Linked DNA regions of Zea mays: regions 2 and 3 are each linked to region 1. A link is a contact called in public Hi-C data. All regions are on one chromosome and are shown on one strand. The core of a region is the stretch at or near the end of the contact, and the rest is flanking DNA. Distances in the headings are between cores, read along the strand shown.

Region 1 (4,735 bases), core at 191-2,690:
GGGCGCAGTTGGTTCGTCGTCGGAGACGGGGGGGCGACTCCACTCTCCCGATGAAGAGGACGTCGGGGTAGAAGGGAGCTGCCACTGTGACGAGCTTCTTTCCATTCTCCTTTGAGGACGGAGGCACCAAAAGAGCAGTTTGACAATCCTTTACCTTGTTCACTTCCTTTTTCCTTGTGATTTGTGTCCATTTTTTCGTCAGAGAGGTGAACAACGGAGTTCTCTGGGTAGACGGACCCTCGGCTCCCAGCTTACCGAAGGTGGTCTTTGCCCGGAGCGCTGGAGGTTGCACTTTTTCCTGCTTCGCTCCAATTTTCCCGAAGATTTTTGAGGAAGACTTTCTCTCCGGTGGATCCGCGATGCGATGCAGAGTTCCTTCCTCATCTGCTACGGACGAAATGGTTCCGAAGCAGAACACGGACCCGGGGCGGAGGACAATCTTGTGCTGGAAAGTGACGGCCATTGAGCTAGCTTGGATCAGTGCACACCCCCTACCTGGCGCGCCAGCTGTCGGTGTTTTGGGTCCGGCTGCACACCCGGGGTTGTCCCTCGAGGTGCTTTTTGGAGTAGGACGGTGTTACCGACTGTAGCTCGATGGTTCGTGCTAATGCACGAGAGGCAGTGGACAATTTTGTATAGGTTCGGGCCGCTTTGAGATGCGTAACACCCTACGTCCTGGCGGGAGTACTTTATGTGGTAGGTTACAGTGAGGTTCTCTAGTGTCGAAAACGTAGAGAACCGGGTGGATGGCTAAGTGGTGAGATGCTTTTGAGGGGGTGCCCCCTAAGCCTTATATACTCGACCGTGGAGCGTTACATGCGGATATGATAACAACGTGTGCCTAAGTAATAGTGAACTGACTGAGTCTATCTTCCTATATTCCAGCCGACTTATCCCCGCTCGGTTCCGACGTATGAGGCCCTTGCGCGGGAAGGTCGGGTCTCTGTTGCGGTCGCAGTTCAAACTCGTCGGACCGTCTGGGTTTGCGTCGGTCTGCTTCATTAAACGTTCCTCCCCAGGCCCACGAAGGAACGACCTTGCGAATTATTGGGCCCACGGGTCTTTCGCGAGATTTTTTACCCTTCCGGTGGACCCGGGGATATCTGTCCCCATAGGTAGAACAACAACTCTTGATTCCACTGGGTATCGTTGTTCTGACTGTAGCTGGATATGACACAAATTCAGGTAAATTTTACAACTCAATCACATTGTATAAAAGTGTTATTTTTTCTTAATTTCGTTTCAAACATTTTATACTTACTGTGTATTATATATTAACTTATACATAATATTTATGTATATTTAAAATCTTAGATACGAATTTGATATCGCGCATAGTATGTGAAAAAACCAATAAAAAATGACCATAACGGTAGGGTGCAACGCGAAATGACAAGCACCTCCACTCCAACTGAATTTACCCCCTTCCACGGCACCTCCAGTCCACTTCGTCTTCCTCTCTTCCCCAGTTCAGATCTACTCCATTGCCACCTTCCTCTCCCGGCCGCTTCTCATGACGTCTCCGAGCGAAAACCCTAACCCTAATCCTAATACACCATTTGAGATCGGGAAGCTTTTCAGGCCAACGAATCCCATGCCCAACGCCACCCCCAACCCCATCTTCCCCGGCGTCGCTGGAGGCCCGGCGCCATCCGGCCCCTACTCCTACCCTCCGGTGACCCCGCCCTTCCACCGCGGACCCTACATCCACTACCCGCAGGACCCCCACGCCATGACCCGCCCAGTTGTCTCCTTCCCCATGCCAAACCCAAACCTCAACCCCAACCCGAACGCTAACCCCAACGCCGTCGCCCCGGGCCCCAACCCCGGCGCGCGCCTCATGCAGCTGCTCGGGAACTCCGGGCCGACACAATTCGAGACCGCCGTCTCCATGCCCCCGCCCACATCGGAATTCGCACAACTGCAGTTGCTCCCAGCGATGCCATCCGCGCCGCCGGCCAGGATGCTGAGCAGCACCAGCAGCAAGGTGCCCAGGGGGCGGTTACTTGGCACCGGGGAACGAGCGGTGCACGATGTTGACTCGAGGCTGCCCGGGGAAGCGCAGCCACCGCAGCTGGAGGTAACACCGATTACCAAGTACACATCGGATCCCGGGCTCGTGCTGGGCAGACAGATCGCTGTGAACCGGACGTACATCGTGTATGGCCTCAAGCTCGGTAACATCCGTGTGCTGAACATCAACACCGCACTCCGTTCACTCCTCCGTGGTCACACACAGGTATGCGCATGCAGGTTAAGGATACGCTTGGATTGAAGAGTGTTTAAATCTCAAATAGATCAAAAACTCCTACAATACATCTCAATCCACTCCAATCCCTCTCATTCCTAGATTACCCAAACTAGGCCTAATAGATATAGTCGTTGGTTAGTATTGTGTATAAATGTTCAGACTAATGACCAGCCAACAGTTTCATCTTATGTACATAGTCCGACTGAGTTAAAAGTGGCATGGCGTTGTGGTGAAATCTTGAAGAGGAACCTGTTGCCATGAGATAGTCACACAGTTTGTAATTAAGCATATTGATGCACATCTTGTTTCTTGTGCCATGCTCAACTGCATGTGTCGTATATGGCTTCATATTATAGATTGTTACTTCTGTTTTGGCCTTTTGGGTCCATTTCTTGTTTGATTCCATTATGAGATTGATAAGTTAACCGTTTCAAACCGATTAACAGGGAGGCTCGATTCATTTTTTCCGTTTGCTTGTGTGTTAGTATAATAGAGCTGAAATAGTGTTGTATATGTGTGTTGTGAGGACACTTAGTTTGTTCAACATACACAATTGTTTTTAATCTAGTGAGGCGAGCTTGAAGAAAATAGTTGTATATGTAGTTATTATTTTCTCAGTGAATTACTCGTGCACACAACTCATCCACATAAATATTGGTTTAATAACACAGATGATGAGATGTGTGACATGTTGTTCAATTCTAAGCACTGAAGTAAAATCAGTGATTTTGTATGTTGATTTTTGTTAGTTTTTTAACATGGTTATGTGCTCATGTTTTCCCTTGTGAATTCATTAATTTTACTCAGCACGTGACTGCATTTGTTTGATCTATCCTGTTGCCATTCTGTGTTTGCCGCAGAGGGTGACAGACATGGCTTTCTTTGCTGAGGATGTCCATCGTTTGGCAAGGTACTAATACAAAATGATGGGTGTTCAGTTACCACTGCACTAACCAGTGATCTGTTTGCTGGCTATTATCTGGTTATCTACTATTGCATTTTGGAATTATCTTGTTGCTTCTAGTATATACATATTACTTTTAGTAGACTACAGTCTCCATGTTCTAATTTGCTTCGGATTTCTACAGTGCGAGCGTAGATGGGCGGATATTTGTGTGGAGGATAGATGAAGGGCCCGATGAGGAAAACAAACCACAAATTACTGGAAAGATTGAAATCGCCATCCAGATTGTAGGTGAAGCTGAAGCTTACCATCCAAGGATATGTTGGCACTCACATAAGCAAGTAAAGCCTTACATAACACCCCTCAATATTTTTTTTGCGCATCAACCTACAAAGTGACTTCAACCTGTATCCTGCAGGAGATTCTTTTTGTTGGGATTGGGAACTGTGTCTTAAGAATAGACACAACTAAAGTGGGTAGAGGAAAAGACTTTACTGTGGAAGGACCTGTAAAATGTCATCTTGAAAAGCTTATTGATGGTGTCCGCTTAGTTGGTAAGCATGATGGTGGTGTGACTGATTTGTCCATATCTCAATGGATGAGCACCCGCCTGGCTTCCGGATCCAAGGATGGCACGGTTTGTACGAAGCTTACTACTTTTGTCATTGAATATTTTGCAAAACTGCACTCTGTTGATTTGAATGGTACCTTAAGTTTACTCAAAGAATTTATCACATGAATAGTCTATTCATTAGGCACTGTATATCTGTTCTAAAAGCTCAAATGTGAATATGTATCTTTGTGGTTCAATCTTATTAGACTATAACCCCTCTTTCATACGATTTAGGAATCTTCCAGACACTAGCCACTTAAACAGTATGTGCTACCACATATGTTAAGATATACTCCAAGACATTATTAGTATAATAGAATTGCTGTTGTATTCTTATTCTTATATATTCATTTTTGTACCTTGGAACTTCACGTCCACTCGAAAAGGCAGATAGCAGTACCTGTGCTTTCTGTATATGAGTATATCTGCAATGTATTGCAAAGCTATTGTATTGGGAAGAAAGCATAACAAGCACGACAATTTTTTTTAAACCTGTCCGTAGATGTGTAGCCTTTGTTATACCAGAAAATCTCCCATGCAGCGAGGCTTCTGTAGCAATCACTGGGAAACCATACCAGCTGCTGGCTTAAAACCTGTAATCAAGCTACCAACAGTCTTATGTCTTAGCTGCCCAAAAAATTCCATGTTAGAAACAATATTATCTAGAGAAGTGCCATGCATCTCTACTGGCCCCTTGTGATGTTCATTCATCTTTTGCAGGTTAAAATCTGGGATGATCGCAAGCAAGTGCCATTATCTATTTTTAAGCCCCATGATGGTCAAGCGGTTTATTCAGTTGCTTTTCTTACAGCGCCTGAACGACCAAATCATATTAATCTAATAACTGCGGTACATATTCTTATATATATGTTTAAACTTTACCAATCTTTTGTTATGCTCACATGTTCTTTTAAGATTGTGATTTCCTTATGCTTCTGATTTTGAAAATTTTCACTGGCAAACTGTG
Region 2 (4,213 bases), core at 1,547-4,046, 170 kb before region 1:
GCTATATTCATATGAAAACATTCTTTATTTTATATGTGTACGTAACTTGCATGCCATAAGCAACAAGTCTTTTGACATGCAAAAAACAAAGCACAACGTTCAGAAACATTCTTGGAGGAAAAAATGAAAAGGCACATCGCACCTTAGGTGTCGCTGAAACTGGTCCAGCAGGCTGATCTGTGGCTAGAGGCAGAACATCAAACCCATCTCCAGAAGAAGAGCCTATCAGAGGTTTAAGCTTGTCAGGTGAAGGTGGATCACTCATGAGTGCTGTGTTAGCTATTTCCAACAATCGTTTATCATCTGAAGCACCGTGATGATTAGTCACATCACTGTCATCAATTGTCATCATGCTTAGCCCATCCTCACAGTTGGGCTCAGCAGCTACAGTCGGGATATCGATAATAAATGACCAGATTCTCGAAAGCTCTGCTGATGATGGGCACCCTGAGTAACAGTTTATGGCCTGCCTTTTATGCCCAGAAGCCCCTGATGCTGCATCATGCCCATTCCAATCACAGTTTTGGCAAAGTGATGTGTTGTCCTCAAGACATCGGACTGATGCAGGCTGTAAACCACAACGATCACAAAGAAGGGTCCTTCTATGACGCCGAGACAGTGCATTAGCTGAATGAACGCTACGGTCGCATGATAAGCACAATGATGCCGCATCCGATCTGCAGTAGATCATTGACCTTTGTTTCCCACAGAAACCACAGAGAGGAACCATGATCCTGGACAGTATTAGAGAAATTCCACTCGCTGTTCAGTGCTACTACCAAATCCACCTTCTGGTACCCCGTTCAGCAGCTGGATCCAGTGGAATTCTATGTGATACAAGCATTAAGAAGTAAACAATGAGTAACAATACAGCAAACCTATAGTTACTTCTGACTGTTTCGCATAGAGACAAAATTTGAGTATTGAGAAAAATTGGCAACTTTTCCCCAGGCCATGCAAACAGATACCTATTCTGTTCCACATCAGCAAAAATATGCATCTACATACACTCTGCCACGAGCTAGTGACAGTCTTATGATAACACTAGGGATGGTAATGGATTACAATCCAAATGCTTCTTCACAAAATGGTAGGGCCTGATCCTAATATGATCCGATCATTAAATCTTATAGTGTAAAATTTAGAGCTCATTGTCACCCATAGATAACACAGAACCGCTCCCTCATTTAGCTACATAGGACGCTTCCCCTGAGGCCCTCACAGAAAATTTGAGATTTAGATATTCTTCCTATATCTGTCAGCCAGCGCATTAGATAACTACAAGAAGTTTCAGAATAGAAGTACAGACATGTAATCTAAGGGGGCTTCCATAATTTGGGACTACGCTATTGGCAAAGCATATAATCTCTGTAAAGCATAAGGGGGAGGTAAGCAGAGTAAATTCAAAAGACCTTCAAATAGAGTGACCATAATGCATTTGGTACCACCGAAAGATAGAGTGATGAATAGTCATCTTGGAGACAAACAAACGCTTTTATTGCAATTGGCATCAATGCTCTGAAGAAGTCAAGAGTCTTTCATGCCAGCTTAGCACAGCATATCAGCACATAGGAGTGACTGAGTGAGTGAGAGACAAATAGGACGAAGTGCAACCAAACTTTTTGCGACCTCTATTGCAAATGGCTCCCTGGTCCCAAGTTATCATTTTAAGTGGCATGTTCATATCTTGGCATATCGAATGGACGCTTTCCATGCACATGACCGGTAAGTGTGGCACAGAATAAGTGGCCATATGCCAAACTTCAGGTACAACAAATACAGGTGTTAAGCACCAGTGCACCACTAACCCTCTCTTTTTTCCCTCTATCTGGTCGCTTGCCGGCTACTCGTGGAAGGCTGGAAGCCAGCGGACTCTCTGCGCCACTCAAATAAACGCGGCAAATTTCGCTCAAGAACAGTCAAATTCACGCTGCAAAAGGATTCCCTTTCGACGCAGATGAATAGTTGCCGCTTTGAACAGAAGGGACAACAGAGTACAGACACGTACAAGCAAAGCGCGAATATACTATCATCACTATTCGATATTCACGCGTCAGTAGGCAAAAGCAACCTTTGTAAAAGAACAGATAAAACCCTTTCCAGATGAACTGGCTGCAGATACAAGCAATTAGACGGGGTTAATCAAGACTTTAGCAGCTGAGGCCGCCTGCGCAAGGGCGAAATCAAACAAACCGAACCACTCGCGTACGGTCTACGCGACACGGAATAAAAACGTGAAGTGTCCGCAAAGAGGAAAGAAAGGAAAAAAAATAGAGTTCAGACTTGTCAGCCCAACACACTACACCCATACACGTCGAACTCCCTGGAACACCGACGAGCTAAATAAACAAGGACGGTAGACCAAACACTCAATCCCCGATCGAAGAAGCAATAGACTCCTCACCCAAATCCGTCTACCCCTTGCATGGACGGCACCGAATGTCTGAATCCAAGCTCGCGATGAAAACAGCAGCCAGAAAGAGCGCTCACCGACCGTGTCGCGGCGGCGCTTCTGCACAGAGCTCGGATCCAACCAACCCGCACGGGCGCGTCCGAGGCGCGGAACCACCGTACCCAGCGGCGGAGCAGCGGGGAGAGAGATCGAGAAGCTTTCGCTGTTGCCGCGCCGGTAAAGAAAACAAGCTCCTTCTGCGAGAGGACTAGGAGGAGGTTTTGCCAACACGTCGAGCAGAGCAGGGGTCGGCCGGGTCCGGGGGATAAGCGAGGCGAGGGGGACGGGGCGCGGGGAGGAGAATGGGATGGAACACGTGGAGAGTGGAGACTGGAAGAGGACGTGATGAGGGGGGAAGTGGAAGGGGGATGAGGGCGGGCGGAAGTGGGCCCACCTCGCGGCGCGGGACCCGGGAGGCGGGAGTGCCCTTTTTGCGCTTTTCACCAGGGGCGGGGCCGTCATTTGCCTGCGCGCCGAGGATAACGGAGCGGAGCGCTCGGGCAGGCGCCACGTGCGCTGTGCTTTTCGCCAAGTGGCGGTGGGCCGCGCTCTCACCCGCCCACTGGCGCTCCCTCCCTCTGACCCCTGGCCTGGTTTTCACTCCACTACAAGAAACTAATAAATATTCGTGGGTTAATTTAAGAACGTGGGTACCGACGTTCTTAATTGAGTTAAGTTCATGAGTTAATTTAAGAACGTGGGTACCGACGTTCTTAGTTTAAATTCGTGCGTCCTAGCTAAAACCGTCGAACTTATCGTATTAGGGACGTGAGTACTCACGTTCTTAAATTAAGTTCGTGGGCCACGTGGACACCGTCGAACTTATCCCAAAAACCTAAATCCCTAGCGACCCACGCGTCTCTCTTCTTTCTCGCCTACGCGCGCGCCGCCACCAACCCGCTCCTCCACCGCGCCCCCGCCGCCACCGCTCCTCCACCGCGCGCCACCGCGCCCGCCGTCACCGCCCCACCGTGCGCCCGCCAGCCCCCGCTCCTCTACCGCGCGCGCCGCCGCCACCGCTCCTCCACCGCGCCCGCCCACCGTAGACATCGACAACAACAGGTTCTACGTCGACATCCATCGCTGGATCGGGACCTTCGTTCTGGCGCTGAAGATCCTTAGGCTCAGCTCGAACAACTTCAGCGGCCAGATCCCTCCGGAGCTGTCGCAGCTCTCGCAGCTCCAGCTGCTGGACCTAGCCCACAACGGACTGACGGGGCTGATCCTGAGAGAGCTGGGAGACCTGGCTTCCATGAAGCACCCCAAGATCAACTCCAGCACAGGATCGCTGGACGGGTCCATCTACCAGGATCGGATCGACATCATCTGGAAGGGGCAGAAGCTCAGGTTCCAGAGGATACTCGAGCTGATGACAGGCATCGATCTGTCGGGCAACTCCTTGTCGCATTGCATCCCTGACGAGCTCACCAATCTCCAAGGCCTCCAGTTTCTGAACCTGTCGAGAAACCGTCTGTCGTGTGGAATTCCTAGCAGCATCGGAAGCTTGAACGTTCTTGAGTCACTTGACCTCTCGTTGAACAAACTGTCAGGAGCCATTCCTCCAGGGCTAAGCAATATGTTGTTCCTCTCGTTGAACAAACTGTCAGGGTTGTACTACCGTGTGATCGCTGGAGTCATTTTTGGGTTCTGGCTGTGGTACGGGACGCTCTTCTCCGTTGCGAAGTTGAGGTGCTCTTTCTTGTTTGTTGATCGCGTACAGTACAGAGTTATGCAGAAGGTGCGTCCTACCAATCATTTTTT
Region 3 (4,592 bases), core at 1,784-4,283, 180 kb after region 1:
AAAGGTGGATAAAAAGGTTGCCTCTACCAGGACAGTGCATCAAGCCTTAGAGGGCATGTCGTGGGTCAGGGACATCAAGCCAACCCTCTCCCTTGTAGGGATACAACAATATCTTACGCTTTGGGACACCCTGGGTGAGATCGTGCTCATTCTTCAGGAGGATCACCATGTGTGGAGATTCGAGTCGTCGGGCCTTTTCTCTTCTAGGTCCTGCTACAAGGTTCTGTTTGTGGGCTCCATCACCTTCGAACCTTGGAAAAGACTTTGGAAATCTTGGGCTCCTCCTAAGTGTAAGACCTTTTTATGGTTAGCCATGCAGAATAAGTGTTGGACAGCTGTCAGGTTGCAAAAAAGAGGTCTTCCCCATCCGGAAGCATGCCCTTTCCGTGAACAAGAGCAAGAAACAGTTCAGCATCTGTTGACTGGTTGTGTCTTCGCCAGGCAGTTTTGGCATAGCATCCTCTCCCCCTTCGGTATGGGCCACTTAACTCCAGGGCCAGAGGATACTAATTTTGCTGATTGGTGGGGACTAGTGACCATTCAGGTGCACAGAAGCAAGAGAAAGGGAGTCAACAGTGCCATTATTTTGGGAGCATGGTGCCTTTGGTTGCATAGAAACAGAGTTATTTTCGATGGAGATTTACCAACCATTGGCAAGGTGCATAGAAGCTTCGTCGACGAGCTATCCTTATGGGTGCTGGCTGGTGCCAAGCACCTCGGAAGCCTTGGGCTTGCTGCTGCTCTAGGCGCAGCAGGCCCGACTTAATTTTTTTCTTGGTCGTCTTTTTGTATCTTAGTCCTATGGATAGTTTTATTTATGCTTGTGTGGTTTTTTGTACTGGTCCTCTTGGACCTTAATTTCCCCTTCTTCTTAATATAATGATGCGCAACTCTCCTGCGTTTTTCGAAAAAAAAAGTATATGGGGAAGGTAATCATATGTCTAGCCCTGATTCTAGCTTACCAAAACTGACTAACAATTTGAAATAGGAGATGTGATGAGAGATAGGACGGGTACCAAAACTGACTAACAATTTGAAATAGGAGATGTGATGAGAGATAGGACGGGTAAGCTGCTAGAGACAACCTTATGGGGTGGAGGGAGTAGTAATTATTCATGTGGTACTGTTCACTCATTGTTATTGATTTAATTAATAAAGCCATTTTCTGTTCATCTGATATCTGTTTGATATTTGTTCTTGATTTGCCAGTTAACTTGTTTTCATTATTTGATAATACTAGTTATTATCATTAGATCTGATAAACTTATTTACTTTTTCTCATTTTTGTCGTTTTTTTTTTCAAATGATATACAATGTAGCTACGTGGTCTTTTTGTTTCTTTTCTTCCAGGTATTGCATGCAACAGTTATCAAACAAATGCAGATGGCAGAAACCTTGGAAGCAGTAACGGAGCCTGATCTTAGGGTAAGCATGACATATCATGCAATTGTTAGTACACTATCCCGTCTTCGGATCCATAATATCCTGTTCAGGTTGGCATGGATTAAGTTATTTCTGCCTTAGATATACTGATATTATAGAACATATGAATTTGGAACCATCATATGTATCTCGTAATAGTCACACTTGTGCATGCTAACTTTTTTTTTCTTCATTTTTTTTGGTACAGCGGAGGAAATTTTGTACATAATACACTTACCTGCAATGTACAGAAACAAAAGGGCTATTTACTAACGTCTGCTGCCTGACAGAATTGAACTAGATCGCTTGGTACTTGTACATGGCCCGATGGCCGCCCTTTGCGATTATCTTTCTCACTATTCTCAGTCTACTATAGAGATGAGTGCCATGGCATGGTAGCCTCAATAACAACAGATATAGTTTACTTGTGATAAACTGAAGAGATAGTCATGAACAGCGTCCTGGAAAATCACCAGATACTGCCCAATCTGAATCTATAGAGCTAAGGGAATTCTGTCTGTGTTATGCTCCTCTAAGTGCTGAGCCTCCTGATCTGATGTATGTATCTCAATGCTCCGTGCGTTTTCTTTTCCTTCTTTTTTCAGAACATTTAGTTTCACCCGGAATTCAATCGATTTTTTTGGTTGGTGGATACTGTATGAACATCTGATTGAACATGGATTTCTTAGAACTTTGCAACTAACCAAAATTTAGTGAACACGGTCAAGTGCTTGTATGTGTGCATTTAGACTCTAGCTTAGCTTGATTGATGAGGAATGATGTTCGTCTACATCATGAGTCAAGAGCTGTCCGCTAATTGGAGACGCACGGAACTGAGCTCTCAAATAGACCATAGCCAGTTGCGAGAGGTCGAGTCGTTTTCTGTTAGCCCATGTCCAGCAACAACTGGGGAATGGGGGAGGAGGTTGGGTGAGTGCCATTAGGCTATCTATATTAGTCTTGCTCGTTGCATACCTTATTTCAAACTCTACCTCTACTATGTAAATAATGGTAAATAATGCAGTCTGCTCTATGCACGATCTTTTTGCCACAATCTTAAAAATGACATAGGAAAGAAGACCATAGAGATGATAATAATCAATATCAACATAGTCTTTTAGTCCCAAACAAGTTATGATAGGCTAGAATTAAAACCAACAAGATGTCACCAAAAATAGAAAGAGAAAGAAGAGGAAAAAAAACTTTTGAGAGCACTAAAAGAAAAAAAAAGGCATAATCACGGTTCAGGTGTATGGATAGATTCTTTCTAAACACTTCTATCAAACACAACTCCATTGCAGAGATATAACTTTATACACTTGAAAATATACTATGCTAAAACCATGTATATAAAATAGAACGATAATTTGAGATAGAGAGACTACAGTAATTACAGTAGCAGTGAAGGTATATGCTTAAAAGAGCACCTAATGCAAATGACCGTCTTTGATCGTCCATGATCCTCATCACTGTCTCCCTCCAGCCCAGCTACAGGCCTACAGCTAGCGTGCCCTGCCCCCTGCCAACCTCGCCACCGTCACATAGCGGGAGAGGAAACAGGGAATCACCAAACAAACCGCGTTTGCTCCGCGCCTCCACTCCACCCCGCGACGCTAATTAACTCCTCCAGCTGTAAACCTGCAACACTTGGGTTGGAGGCTAGAGCTTGCAAACACCACCAGCGAAGACGTCGTGGCGCGCATGTGGGCGGTCTCTGCACCCGGCGTCCCACCGCCACCGCTACTGTCGTAGTCCTAGATCCGACCGCCTCACGAGCTACATTCCCTCGAGGCCGGCCTTCCTGGTGTCTCAGCAGCGGCGGCGCATGGCGATGGCTGCGGGGCGTGGGCTCTTGGCCCTCTTCTCGGTCGTCGTAGTGGCTGGGCTCACCTCTGCGGCGAATGGTCCTTTCCTGTCCGGTACGACTTGTTTGCTCCGGTGTTTCTTGCTGTCTGTTTCGCTTTTCGGTTTCGTAGCTGATGGCGATGGGCTGGTTGCCTGCCTGGTTCTGTTTGCTCTGCATGAGCAGATAGCGTCTTCCAGCCGAGCGCCGGATCTACAGGGAGGAGCTTACTGCAGGCCAAGAACAGTACGTTTCATCTTTTGCTTTCTCCTTTGACAACCTCAACCTGCGATTGGCTCGTGGCTTGGGTGATTTTGATCTGAGATTGGGAGTTATGTGCTGGCGCACCCCTCACATTGATGGCATAACAGTTTGGGTACAAACTAGATTGCACAACCTCTTGGAAGAGGGATGGTGAATCGGAATTGGGTAGAAGGAATATAGCTCTAGACCAAGGGAGAAGGAACCGGAGGAGGAATATGAAGAGGACATGTCTCTGTATTCAATTCATCGAGTTATCCTTTCTGATGCAGCTTCTCTTCTTGTGGTGTTGCCCTTCAGTTGCTTGAGCCAGTAGGCAACATGGCTCATGGCGCAACTCCAGCTCATACCTAGGATGATTCCTCACATTCTTCCTTCCATAAAAAATTGACTTGACCTCAACTCCATGCAAAAATGGCAAACCACCGGTATCCCACACCTGTGGTTCTTCAGTGCTATGCCTTGACTTTGCTCCATTTGTCTTTTTTCAGTTGTTTCACATTCAACTCCCTGCAGCTCTGGCAACTCCTTTGTTGTACATTGACAGACCTTTATCTTCATGGTTGCCCAGACTATTCTGATGCAGTTGTTCCTCTGAGATGGACTAAGAGCGGATGCTTAGCCAATTTCAATGTTCAGAGCTTGACAATAATAAAATTAGTGTGCTTGGATTCTTCTACAAGACAAGCTCCTCACTGCGAACAATCTTGCCACTAGGGGCTGGCCACACCATCCGAACTGTTCCCTCTGCAATGGGCACCTAGAGACTGGCCTTCAACTCTGTTTGCATTGCCCTCTCGCCCGTGCTGTGTGGGATCAGATTCTAGCTTGGGAAGGTATGACCCTCCCTGCCCTGACGGACCCTGCTCGCTTCTCTAACATTAAGGACTGGTGGGAAGGAGCATCCTCCCTGCTCCCAAAAACCCAAAAGCGCGACTTCAACGGCATCGTGATATACACCATGTGGAACTTATGGAAGGAGAGAAACAGGAGGATCTTCGAAAACAGCTCCGTAACCCCTATCCAGGTTGCCTTGAGGATCAAAGAGGATGTTTTAAGTTTTAGG

The links. A called contact is a pair of places that touch in the nucleus more often than the background predicts.
Region 2: a contact with region 1 is called in a Hi-C map of tassel, with 2.1 times the contacts expected there. The contact joins the promoter of LOC100193195 here to the promoter of LOC103654004 in region 1. A contact is called at or near these places in 3 of 25 Hi-C or Micro-C datasets (ear, leaf and tassel).
Region 3: a Hi-C map of endosperm shows a contact between it and region 1, with 2.0 times the contacts expected there. The contact joins the promoter of LOC100282585 here to the promoter of LOC103654004 in region 1. A contact is called at or near these places in 7 of 25 Hi-C or Micro-C datasets (bundle sheath, ear, endosperm and 3 more).

Annotation. Positions count from the first base shown.
Region 1 is chr4:168,158,989-168,163,723 of Zm-B73-REFERENCE-NAM-5.0, forward strand. LOC103654004 (enhancer of mRNA-decapping protein 4-like) reads left to right here and starts at 1,441. Exons shown (of 13, transcript NM_001351141.1): 1 at 1,441-2,239; 2 at 3,112-3,161; 3 at 3,340-3,496; 4 at 3,574-3,792; 5 at 4,489-4,617. The coding sequence starts at 1,514.
Region 2 is chr4:167,985,375-167,989,587 of Zm-B73-REFERENCE-NAM-5.0, forward strand. It overlaps LOC100193195, which reads right to left and starts at 2,797. Exons shown (of 5, transcript NM_001138350.1): 1 at 2,491-2,797; 2 at 143-827. The coding sequence starts at 730.
Region 3 is chr4:168,341,842-168,346,433 of Zm-B73-REFERENCE-NAM-5.0, forward strand. It overlaps LOC100282585, which reads left to right and starts at 3,034. Exons shown (of 3, transcript NM_001291611.1): 1 at 3,034-3,341; 2 at 3,452-3,511. The coding sequence starts at 3,248.